Regions from separate parts of the Oryctolagus cuniculus genome. Here region 2 is linked to region 1. A link is a contact called in public Micro-C data. All regions are on one chromosome and are shown on one strand. The core of a region is the stretch at or near the end of the contact, and the rest is flanking DNA. Distances in the headings are between cores, read along the strand shown. Region 1 has its middle 56 kb from the start of PCDH1. Region 2 holds the start of PCDH1 (protocadherin 1).

Region 1 (6,151 bases), core at 2,039-4,538:
ACACAGGCACCTCGGCTTTGAAGGCAGGGCTCCTGACAGGCTGCTGTTCCCATGGCAACCCCATCCCAGCCTGCCCTACCCACTGCTTCCCTCCACCGGCCTTCCTCCCCCCTGATCCCATGTCACCTGCATTCTTAAAGCAAGGACTGCCTCCTCTGGACAAAGTGGACACCCCCTCCCTGGCGCCCACTCCCCATCGCTTTCTTTCCCTTTCCCCACATTCAGTGGGAAAACCATGAACCAGAGACAGAAAAGGACACAAAGATGGGAGTGGACCCTGGCTAGGGTGGCTAGAGGGGTAGGATAGGGATGGGGAGAAACCATGGCTCCGTGCCCCCTCCTCCAGCCTGTGGCTCCTCTGGTCCCCAGCTCTGTACCTCTCCTGCTCCATCTCTGTGCTGATCCAAGGCCCAGACAGGCTCCAAGCACAACACAGCCAAGTCTCAGCCTCCAGGCCCAGGTCTGGCCTCCAGCTCCAGCCAAGCTATAGCCCAGAAGCCTGATGCAATGGTGTGCCCCTGGAACTCAGGCCAGGAACAGTGAGGCTGCAACTGACCCTGACCCTGGTACCCCTCCGGCAAAACCGTGACCTTGCAGAGACGTTTGGAGAGAGTGAGGGGACTCCAGTTTATAGTGGGACTGTGGGAAAGGCTTGAAGTTTCAGCCCCCAGCCCTGGTCAAACAACACCACTCCTCTGGCTGAGAGAGGGAAACTTGGCTGACGGCACTTGGCAGGTGCCTGAAAGTCTGGAGGGGCCTCTCCGAGCCAGCCACAGGCCCATCTCTGCAGAAGGGCCTGGACACTGGTCAGCAGCTCGGCTTCGGCATCAGTCAACCTGGCTGTGAATCCGAAGGCCACAATTTCCTTGCCATGTGCCACTTACCATCTGTGAGCCTTGATTTCCAGACCTGAAAAGTGGAGACAGTGATTCAAGCCACGCACAGGAGCAACGTGTGTGAGCACTGCCTCTCTGCCGGCACTGTGCTTGAGGCGCCAGCCACCAGCCCGGCGAGGTGGATGTCGCCATTGTCATGTCTGTTCCACAGAGGAGGAATGGAGGCTCAGAGACGGTCAAGTGGGAGACCAGGGCTTTATTTGAAAGGCAGAGTTACAGAGAGGGAAAGAGACCTTCCTTCTGTTTGTTCACTTCCCAAACGGCCACAGCGATCAGGACAGGCCAGGTTGAAGCCAGGAGCCTGGAGCATAATCTGGGTCTCCCTCATGGGTGCAGAGGCCTAAGCACTTGGGCCATCTTGCGCTGCTTTCCCAGGTGTATTAGCAGGGAGCTGGACTGGAGATGCAGCAGCTGGGACTAGAACCGGTGTCCACATGGGATGCTGGTGTCTCAAGCAGAGGCTTAACCTGCCACGCCACTACGCTGGCCTCAGAGCAGGGCTTTTAATACAGGCCGTGCAAGATAATGTAGGCACGGGGTCCACCAAACGTGGAACCCCCAAAAGGCGGGGATACGCTCATCAGTGAGGGCAGATTGTTGCAGAACAAGGAAGTCGGCCACTGACCTTGGGGTGGGGGAAGCGAATGGACATCTGGGGCAAAGCTCAGAGCACGGAGCGGGGCAGCTATTGCTTCATTCCCGGAACCCCCGAGGATTAGGGGTGAAGGTTATTGTGGGTTGAAACTGGAGCTGAGAGGTGAGTGATCGACTCGTGCCCAGTTCCTGGCGGTCAGTGGTGCTCGTGCGCTTCCTCAGACGTCAAGGAATTTATGATGGCCAGCTGGGCTTCAGTGGGGCTGAGGGTCACCTAAGTGGTAGCCACCGTCTGCCCCTACACAAGCTCCTGCAGCCACTGCTGCCCAGCACGGCTTTATCTGTTGGAGAAGGAAATGACCGCTTGAGGCTTGTGATTAGAACCTCGTCGGGCTGGCTGCACCACTCTCTGGTTTGATAAAGGACAGGCAAGGACACCTTGGGCTAAGGCAGTCATACCAGATGCTGGGTATGCCTTAACACAACCGGGGTTCCTCCCGCAGGGCCACTGGGTGAGAGTCAGGGAGGGGCTGGGCTTTCCGACCTGGAGGGGAACCCAGCTGGGTCCAGGGAAAGTCTGGCTGGGCAGGGTCATGACAGTCCATCTCTAGCCAGCCCTGCCCCTGTGGCAACAGAGCAAGAAGGGGAAGCCTCAAGGAGGAAGTGACTTTTCCAAGGTTACTCGGTGAACAGCAGCTCCACTACGCCCCGCCCCCTTCCCGTGGTCTGCAGCCTTTGGACAAGTGCAGGTCCCCAGCCTCCAAAGTTAAGCACCCTGGGGAATGGCGGGAGGAGAGAGGAGCTGCCTGGCAGGTCCCCCACCTCCCTCGAGGTGCCCCCCCTCCTCCACCTTCCAGCCTTCCTTGAAAGGGTCTCCCCCAACCCTCTGCTCCAGCAGCCCGCCCCTCGGAGAACGCTGAGGCCCAACCATCGCCCCCCACCTGGAGCGAACCGAGCAGAACAAACAGCATTGTTCCGCACACAATGGACACAAAGAACTCGGGAATTCACAGAATGGTCCTGAATTTCAGCTTCCTTCCCCTCCGAGCCCTAGAGAGATCCATTGTCTGTAAACTCCACTTAAAATACGCACCGCTGCCCCAGCTGGGGAGCCACTTAGGGCGGGCGGAAGAGCCTCCCCCACCCGGCCCGCCCTCCCCGCCTTCCCGTTCCCTCCGGAAGTAGGCAGCGGGGCCGAGGCCGAGGAGGAGCCGGCTCCAGGGCGAAGCTGGAAACCCGCTGCCCCGCGCCACTCAGCGCCACCTTGCCCAGCAGAGAAGGCGACCTGGCTCGGGGGGGGGGAGGGGCCGGGAGGCCCCCAGGGCCCTGCCCTCTGCCCTCCTGTTTGCTTACGGAGCCCTCCGAGGGCAGGACCCTCCTAGGCATCTGTGTCGCTTCCTTCCGCGGAGCCCCACCCCCGCCCCTCCAGCCAGGCTCTTCACCTGGCCGGAGCCTGGCTCCAGGAACTTAAAGGCCACCATTGTTTACCCTCGAGGCCTTCCTCCTCCAGACCCCGAGCTATTTCCTTTCTCTGCGTCGTCGCCAGTGTGCCCTGGGGTGCTCAGTGTTGGTGCCTGAAACGCACCCCAGCATCTACAAGCAGGCACCAGGCTAGTACCAGGCACTGTGCTCGGAGCCGGGGTACAGAGAAGCTTTCTGGGGTTTGTAATTCTGGTGGGGAAGTCAGATATTGATATTAGATGAAGTTGAAAATGCATAATTACCGAGTGAGATAAGGGGTTGGACTACAGGATCGGTAATGTAAGCGCTTCTGACAGAGGAGCCTGATCTGCAGAAGGTAGAGCTCCCTTACCCTAGGCTTCCTGAACGCTGAAGGAAATGGGCTTGAACTAGAGAAAAGATGGTGGGGACAGACTGTGCAAAGGCCCTGTGGCAGAAGAGAGCTTATCTTATTCAAGGAATTGGGAAGGCTAGTGGGGTTAGAGGCCAGCAGAACATGGGGAAGGAGGATGTGCCTCAGGGAGGTGTTTGATATGATTCTAAGCGCAATGAAAGACACAAGTGAGAGGCTGGCATTTGGCACAGCAGCTGGGAGGCCTTTATCACAAGTCAGAGTACCTAGGTTCAAGTCCTGGCTCTGCTTTCAATTCTACCTTCCTGCTGATGCACACCCCGGGAGGCAGGAGGTGGTGGCTCAAGTAGCCGGGTCCGTTCCACCCCCGTGGGGAAACTGGATTGAGTTCCTGGCTCCTGGTTCTTGGCTTTGGCCTGGCCCCGCCCTGGCTGTTGCAGGCATTTGGGGAGTGAACCAGCAGATGGAAGATCTCTATGTGTCTGTCCATCTCTATCTGCCTTTCGAATAAAAATGGACAAATAAAAATTTTAAAATTACAAATACTTGGTCCCCTGCACCTATGTGGGAGACCTGGAGGAAGCTCCTGGCTCCTGGCTTTGGAACAGCACAGCTTCAGCCATTGTGGCCATTTGGAGAGTGAACCGGTGACTGGAAGATTTCTCTTTCTCTCTCTCTCTGTAACGCTGCCTTTTAAATAAATAAATAAATATATCCTTTTTAAAAATAGTATTTTCACAATCTGAAATTATTTATTTATTTGCCTTCTTAATGTCAGTCTCTCCCCTCACAATAAAATAGGCTCAGAATGGGCAGGAATGCTGTCAGTCTTCGTGACTACCCCAGCATAGCACCTTGCACAGTGTTAGCACACAGTAGGGCTTCAGGAAATAACAAATGAACAAATGCACGGATTGAGGAATGTACTCCCAAGGTACAAGGACCATGTTTACCCGTAAACCCACAAGTGTAAATGTCTAGATATGCATGGGCGACTGCGTGGGTGCCCATGGTCCCCCACAGACCTCCCTCACCTATGCCAGCCGCCTCTCCAGGGGCCTCTTGGCCATTCCAAAGTCATGGCCAGCACAGTCCATTGCACAATGTGGCTAATTAATAATCCGCCCCTTCTGGCTGGATGAGGGCCTGGACGGTCAGCCTCGTCCTAGGTCAGCTGTTGGTTAATCAGAGATGAGGCTGGAATTCTAAGTGACCCACCCGAGGGGCACTGGAAAGAAACTGATGCCGGGGACCCGGAGGCAGCGCCCCTCTCAGGCTGCAGCTCTTCCTGCCTCCATGAGCAGCCCACCCCGCACTGTTCTCCACTGGGAGCGGCTGGAACAGGCATGATACAGGGGCGAGAACACAGAGATCAGAATTTAGTGAACTCTTACAGGGCTTGGGAATTTGACTAGCTGGGCAGTTTTTAAAACACAGCTTTACTGATTTACTGAGTACCTACTTGGTGCAAAAACAGCTAGGGCTGCCAGACTGCACATAATGCTGATTCAGGGCAGATTGTGAGAAACGAGTGAAGTAGAAACTCAGAGGTAGAATCTGTGGTCCCAGAGAACATGCTGGGGGATGGGGCATGGTTAGTTCCCAGTTGAGGAGCTCTGGGTTAGCTTGCTGGAGTATTATTTACAATGACAACCACAGTGACAGAACCTGTCCTGTGCTCAGCTAACCCTTACTCTAAGCCTGTGTGTGTCTATGTGTGTACGTGTGTCTCTGTGTGTGACTGCTTGCTGTTCCGTTTACGGACGGGGAGACTAAGGCTTGGGGAGAAGTAAGCAACTCGCTCAAATCTCCCGCAGCTATTAGGTGGCAGAGTGAATTTTCAAACTCCAGTGGAGGCTCGAGCGACGCTGTTCTTACCCACAATGGTGGTTATAGCTTTGCCTTGAAGTGAAGGTAGGACCTGAATTGGCAGGCAGGAAAGTCCATTCTAGGAAGAGCACACAGTCTGAGCAAAAGCTGGTAGGCAATGCTGTCAGTGGCCTATGTTTTAAGGCCTCTGGCAGGGGCTCGTGTTGTGGCGCAGCAGGTTAAGCCGTCGCTTATGAGGCCGGCATCCCACATCACAGTGCATGGTTCGAGTCTTGGCACCTCCACTTCCCTAGAAGCTCTGTGCTATCGCATCCTGGGAGGTGGTAGGTGATGGCTCAAGTGCTTGGGCCCCTGCCACCTATGTGGGAGACCTGGACAGGGTTCTGAGCCTCCTGGCTTTGGCCTGGCCCGGCACCAGCTGTTGTGGCCATTTTGGGGGTGAACCAGTGGATGGACGATCTTTCTGTTTCTCCCTCTTTGTCATTCTGCCTTTCAAATAAATGAAATAAATGTTTTAAGAAATCTCTGGTAGCCTGAGGTCCTTGGAGATTTGAAGAAGAAAAAAAAAAAACCAACCTAAAAACAGCTAGGCTGACTTTTCCTTCCCTGTGGCCTTTAGGATGCCATCCACCCTGGGACAGATTCCCAGCCCTGGGTGTGTCTTTCTCCAGTTCCCAAATAGGTCTTCATGAAAGGATAAGGGGGGGGGGGGGGGGGGGGACGTGTTCCTGCTGAACTGAACTCCTCCCTACCCTGGCTGGGGAGGGGGGGCACTTGGGGACACTCTCTGGGCCAAGCTGGTTCCCTGCCCACCTGCATCCCTGCCTCCTGACTCATTGCTTTCCAGCCAATAGATTCATAGCATGCAAATTTAATGAATAGGCAAAGAAGTGATTGGCTCATTTTCCCTTGATGTAATAATGCCACTATTCAAGTAGCTCCTAGGTCTCCCGCCCCCAGCCCAGTTCGGGGCATTTGATCATGCCACCGGCAAGGTCCCTGAATCCTCTCTTTCCCC
Region 2 (6,151 bases), core at 1,964-4,463, 55 kb after region 1:
GGCACCAGCCTTCTGGAGAGACACTTCCTCGCTGGGTGACCTGAGCCCAAGGAAGTCACTTTCGTGAGCCTCTTTCCACACTGTGAAGTGGAAATAATGAACCCCGCTTCTTGAAGCTACCTGGGAAGACTCGAATGAGATCGGATGCTTCCGAGGTCTATTCATTGTCAAGGACAGATTTTTAAAATCACTGAAGAGAGCATTTTATTTCCAGCACCAGGCACGTAGTAGGTGCTCATGAGTTCGATGATCAAAGAACCCTTCTCCTGCCTGCTGGCCAGGCCTACCAAGGCAAAAAGGCTATGTCTGCTACTGCTGGTCCTGCAGACTCGGGCAGGCGGCAAAAGTGCTCACGACGTGGTTCAGCAGAAAACCTCAGTGCAGCCCTCATATCCTTGCTCAAGGGGCAGCGCTCACCCCTCAACAGAAGGGCTTCCTCCCCTCCCCCAGCCTGGATTCCTACTTAGCTCCTCCCCCACCCTGCAGGCCCCCTCCCGGCCCTTCCACCCTTTTCTTCCCAGCCCTTCACTCTCCAGCCTGCCCGCCCCTCCGCCTGGAGGCCGCCGGACCCAGATACCCCTTTGCATCTGAAGTCCCTTCTGGAACTGAGGCCCGGGGGTACGTGGGGGAAGGGAGAAAAAGGAAAGGCGGCCAGAAATTAACAACCCAACCTGCTCCCCTACCACCCCCCGCCGCTGGCCATCTCCGGAGATCGCTTCTCCACCCTCGCCCTGGCGCTGCGCGTCCTGTTGTAGCCCCAGGTTTCAACTTCAGACCCCAGCGTCCAGGGAGTTGCCCCCTCCCCCCACCTCCACCCTTCTGGGTTGTCAAAAACACCTGGGCGGCCCCTTTGCCGGCGGCACCCGGGGACTGACCCAGAGCAGGTGCTGGAAGACAGCCTGCGTCTTCCGGCATCAGGTCGCCGGTTCTACCCGCCTGGGCAGCCCCGTCCGCACCGCCCTGGTCGGCGGGCGCTCCCAGCACACACCCAGCGCGCGGAGCGTCTCCTCCCAGAGGCAGCCGAGCGAGTGCGGCGTGGGGTGGGGTGCGGGGACCGTGCGGTTCCTCGGGTTCCGGCGGCCCCACCCCCACACTGCCGGCGCCCGGCCACGGGAGCCCGAGGCGAGCCGAGACCAGAGCGCAGCGCGGCGCGAGAGCGCCCGAGCTGGCCGGCAGCGAGTGTCCCCCGCCCCTGGGCCGCCGCGGGGAATCCCTCCTCGCCATCTCCGGCCTCTGGTCTCCCGCAAACTGGCGCCGGCAGAGCCGAGATGAGCCGCGGGCGCCGGCAGGGGGCTGGGAGGGAGCCGGACCGGGCGGGGACACTGGCGTAAGCCCGACCCACGCGCAGCGGGGCGGGAAGGGGGTCTTTGCCCCTGCGCTCGGTCCTCAAAGGCCTCAGCGTCGGCCGAGATCTTTCCCGCCGGAAGGACGAGTCGCCGACCCCTGCTGAGGAAATCGAGGCCAGAAGTCTGAGCTGGGGAGGGCAGCGGGGGAAGGGGCGCGAGTCCAGCTCGCCCTTCCGTTCCGCGCCTGCCGTGATCTCGCTTCGGGCTCAGGGCCTTGCCTGCTCCCACGGCTGGCCCGCAGCGGGGCCCTGACGGTAGGAGCCGCCCAGGTGTGAGGCCACCCAGGTGTGCTGGCAACCCCGGTGGCTTGGAGAATTCAGCTAAACCGACCTAAGAGGGCCGCAAACACCGCCCCAGGTCTGCACCCTCTGCAAGAGGACCGAGGTCCCCAGAGCCCCGGGCGGAGGCACGGCGCGGCCTGCCAAGTCCGGCTCGTTCCCGGAACACCCAGCCGGTGCGGCCCCGGAGTGGGGGTGGGGAGGCGCCGGCCAGGAAGCCGGTCCGGCCGGCCCCGAGGCTCCCGTCGTGCGGACATTTACAATAACAATGTCGCGATTGAGGCGGCTGCGCGCTGGGGGCTCGCCGCGGACCCCGATGGCTCCCCAGAATCTGGCCTCCGAGGGAGAGGGGCCAGGGCCGAGCGCCGGCGCGGCTGCGCTGCGGGGTGTAATGTGACACCAGCGGTGTCAGGTGTGTGACACCAGCGCGGAGGATGTGCGAAGCCGTGGGTGATGTGTGTGTGGCCGCGAGGCGCTGCCGTGGGCGCCGTTGGCTGCTGGGGAAGCGTGCCGAGACCCCGGGCTGGGTGCCATCCAGACCTGCCCCACACACCTGCGTTCTGGCCAAGGCGTGGGTCACAGGATCTACGTTAGGGTGGGTTCCCTACAGGAATGTGTGCGGGGGCCGGGTTTTGAGTGTGCATCTGACAAACTGGCCTTGACACCCGTATGTGAGCTGAGGGCCCACGGCTGTGTTTGTGTCACACCGGTCGTGTGTCCGTGCTGCTGGTCGTGCAGACGCCGAAGCGCATTCTGAGCTGTTAACGGTGGCCCAGCCGGCGCTGGTGTGCGGGAGGTATGTCAGCGCACACATGTGCCGATGTATGTATGGGTGTAGACATGTCGGCGGTATGGCCCTGGGTACCCGCGGGGAGCGGGAGGCGCCGGAGTGAGCCGAGCTGGTCGCCCAACAAGTGTGTGTGCATGTGTGTGTGTGTGCGCGCGCGCGCGTGTGTTGTGGACAAGGGTCCCTTGCCGGCTCCGGTCCACCGGAGCTCCCCACCACACTGGGGGCCGCGAGCTTCCCCGAAACCATCCTCCCCCGGCGCGCGCCTGGAGTCTCCTTATCCCTGCCGCCCCAAGCGCGCCCGGATGCGGGGTACTGGGGCCGGGGGCCGGCTCAGGACCCCCTCCCCTCTCTCGGTTTCTAGCCGTGAACCCTGGAGGCCACGTTGCCCGGCAGCAACCCCCTCTCGGTGCTCCCGGCCACCCCCACCTTAGTCCCCGCGCGCGGAGCACGGACCCGGCCCCCGCGGCCTCGCTCCGCTGAGCGCCCCTCCCTCAGCTCCCGCCGGCCATGGCGCGCTCCGGGCCCCAGAGCCGCTGCCGCCTCCACCGCCGCCAGATCCTTACCCGCCTCGGGGCAGCACCGGCCGCCGGCCCCGCTGTCCATGAGCGGCCGCCGGCCCCGGCCCGGGCTACGGCTCGGCACGGCTGGGGCTGGCGCTGCGGTTCGGGCTCCGGCTCGGGCTGGCTCCCGGCGCAGCAGCCCGGCGGCTTGGCGTCCGCGCCGCGCTCCCGCTCCCCGAGTGTGTGAGGCGGCGGCAGCGGCGGCAGCGGCGGCGGAGCCAGCGCGAGCGGAGCGCATGGCCCGGCCCGCCCCCTGCCTCCCCCTCCCTCCCGGCCCGCCCGCCTCCCGCTCGCCTCCCCGCCCCCCTGCGGCCGGGGGGTGGAGCTCGGGTCCCGTCGGGAGGGGACCCCGAGCCCCTCTTCCCCTAGCTGGGACGCCCCCCGCCCCGCGCCATCTCGTCGGCCGTCCCCCTCCTCGCTCTGCGCGCTGACGCTGACCCCGGCGGAGCTGCGTCCGGGACCCCTCCGAGGTCCCCTCCTCACCCCACTCAGGCACCTGTCCCCACTCTGCCCCCGGGAAGGCGACGCCGCCAAGCGTCTCCGCTGGTGCCTTCCCCCCTGGGCACCTGCGCCTCCAGAGTCACTTCCCGCCCAGACCCCCGCAGAGCCCGCGGCGCCCGGGGAAGTCCGCCCCTCCCCCGGCCGGAGCCGCAGAGCGGTCAGCCTCATCGGCCGCAGAGAGCCGGAGGTGGGGCCCGGAGGGGACTGTGAGAGGGGCAGACGGTGGACCCCCCCGGGGCCCCAAAGTGAGGGTGAGGGAGGCAAACGGGGATGAGTGTGGGGCGACCCCTGGGCGCAGGCTCCGTCAGGGCCCCCAGCCACCTGCTCGGGGGTGGAGACGCGCGCGGCCTCACGCTCGGCCGGCGACACAGCGGAGCGGGTCCCTACCCCGCGAGACCCCGCAGTGTCACGGCCTGTGTCACCCGCCTTCGCAGTGCCACACGCTCCCTGTCACACTCACCGAGTCACACTCGGAGGCACACGCAGAGCCTCACACTCGAATACTCGGTGTCTCCCGCTCAGCGCCGGCTCTCTGGCGCCATCTAGAGGCCGCCGAGCGTCTAGGGCACTCCCTTTCTTGCGCCAGGGTTTGGTGCCCCCCCCACCCCCCCAACCCAGGACCCCACGGAGCCCGGGTTCAAGAGGACCTCCCGCCCGGCGCAGGGGCCCAGTGCTCCAGGTCAGAATGAAAAAGGCGGTGCTTGGCAAGGCCTGGCCGCTGGGTGTAAAGACCTTTGTCATGGGTTGACTGGTGTCTGAGCGTCTATTTGCTGCAGCCTCTGATCCTGGTCCATTTTTCCCCACCCCCACCCCCAGTACCCCCATTCCTACCTCTGGGCTGTCATCTGTTTCTTCTGCCTCCACCTCTCACCTGCACTGGCTTCCATCTGTGGGACGCCTTCTACGGTAAGGGTGGGCTTTCTGGCCAGCTAAGAGGGCAAGCAGGGGCTGCCCCCTGTTTCCCCCAGAGCAGCCTCCCTCAGCTGGGCTCCCCCTCTGCCCTAGTCCCTGCCCCCCACCCCCGCTCAGCTCCAGGATCCCAGGTGGGGGACTCCAAATGGGAGATGGTACAAGGAGGGTCTGTCCTGTAGGTGGTTTCTCCCTGTCCCTTGCAAAGCTCACACTTTTCCCCATCACTGAGCATAGTTCCGAAAGAAGGAATCAGTGGCCCAGAGAGAAGAAATCTTCCATGGAAGAGCTGCCCCAGCCTCCCTGCCCCCAGCATGCGCCTGCTGCCCACTGCAGCCAACCCTCCCCGGTCTGCTTGCTGGGAGCCACTCAAAGACTCCTCTGTTCTCCTCCCGTGTTCAGGGCTGAGGGCTGAGCAGGATCGGCAGCCGCAGAGCCGGGCAGGAAATGCTAATCTCCCAGATGTTCTCCTCCATCCTCCCCGCTCCACAACCATCAAACCCAAATCCTGCACCAAGTGGCCGGAGCAGCACGGGGCTGGGGCGGCAACACCAGGGTGGGCTTTCTCACCTCGCCCAGCAGCCAGGCTGGGCTCTGTGGGGACCTCAGCCCAGGGCAAGGTAGACACGGGACTGGAGCCTGTGTTCCCAGCATGAAAGGCAGGCAACAGGGCAGGGACGGGGGAGAGGATGGCTGGGGAGCGATGAAGAGGCATCTGAAGGGGAGAGAAGCCAGTCTCCTGGCCGGTGCCAGACTGGGAAGAGGACCTGGTGGACAAGCCTGAGCAAGGTTCCAGCTGAGACTGACCAGGGACTGGAGTCTGGGTGATGCTAGGTGTGGGAGTGGTTGTGCACTGTGTGATGTGTGTCCCTGGGAGGGGCAGCAGCTAAGAGGAGCAGGAGGTTGTAGGGTCTGGAACTGTAGCAGAAAGACAGTTGCCGCTGGTGGTAGCAGGATTTGGTTTAATGCTGGTGTGCCTAAGCTATAGCCAGACAATCACATTACTTGAGGGGCTGTTGCCAAGTGTTCTCCCCCCGCACTGTGTGTGTGTGTGTGTGTGTGTGTCAAGGAAGAGAACTGAAATGCTGTTGGACCCGAAGCACTAGATATGAAGCTGGCACACCTGAGATTGACTATAGCTAAAAAAGCCGTTTGTTCCCTGTTAATATGACGTAGGTCGGCTGTAGCTTTATCCGCTGCCTATGCTGTAGGAGAGGAGAGGCTGTTGATAGGAGCCTGTACCTGGGAGGCAGGCTGTTACCTGGGATAAGAGCAGAGCTGCGGTTGTGTACAGGGCTGTAGCTGGGATGCTATTGGTCCTGAAGCTCTAGCTGTGATGACAGCATACTAGGGATTGGCTGTAGCTAAGATGCTGTTGCCCAGGATTGTGGCTGGGCTGTTATTATGTGCAGGACTCTGGCTGGGATGCTGTTTCGCCTGCAGCTACAGCTTTGAAGCTGGAGTATAGCTGGGAGGCCATTTGCTGGTAACAGAACTGGACCACTGTTGTGTGGGAGCTGTAGCTGAGCCTCTGTTGTCTAGGAGATGGGAAGCTGTTGCCTGGGATGGTGTTTGGGGAGGCAGGATGCTGCCTGAGATGGGAGCTGACCTGCTGTAGGAGCTGAGGCACAGTTGTGCTTCGGATGGCTCCCAAGTGGCTATTGCTGGGTCTGTGACTGGCTGGATGGGGGAAGGTGACTAAGTCCTGCCTTAGGGTCTGGGAGATGCCAGGAGCTCCAGCCTGGGCGGGGGCTGTTGCTCTGGGGA

Evidence for each region. Hi-C and Micro-C count contacts between places; a contact is called where the count stands out from the background.
Region 2: a Micro-C map of ear pinna shows a contact between it and region 1, with 4 times the contacts expected there. The contact joins the promoter of PCDH1 here to the enhancer-like site in region 1. A contact is called at or near these places in 2 of 6 Hi-C or Micro-C datasets (ear pinna and an unstated tissue).

Annotation. Positions count from the first base shown.
Region 1 is chr6:29,384,498-29,390,648 of mOryCun1.1, forward strand. No RefSeq gene overlaps it. Among named protein-coding and RNA genes, the nearest start is that of PCDH1, 56 kb to the right of the region's middle. Within about 2 kb of position 3,289, at least 3 of the 8 cell types and tissues checked have an H3K27ac peak or open chromatin away from gene starts, as enhancers often do. A contact at or near this core is called in ear pinna, where this site is marked.
Region 2 is chr6:29,439,907-29,446,057 of mOryCun1.1, forward strand. It overlaps PCDH1 (protocadherin 1), which reads right to left and starts at 3,214. Exons shown (of 5, transcript XM_051844364.2): 1 at 2,978-3,214. The coding sequence starts at 3,212.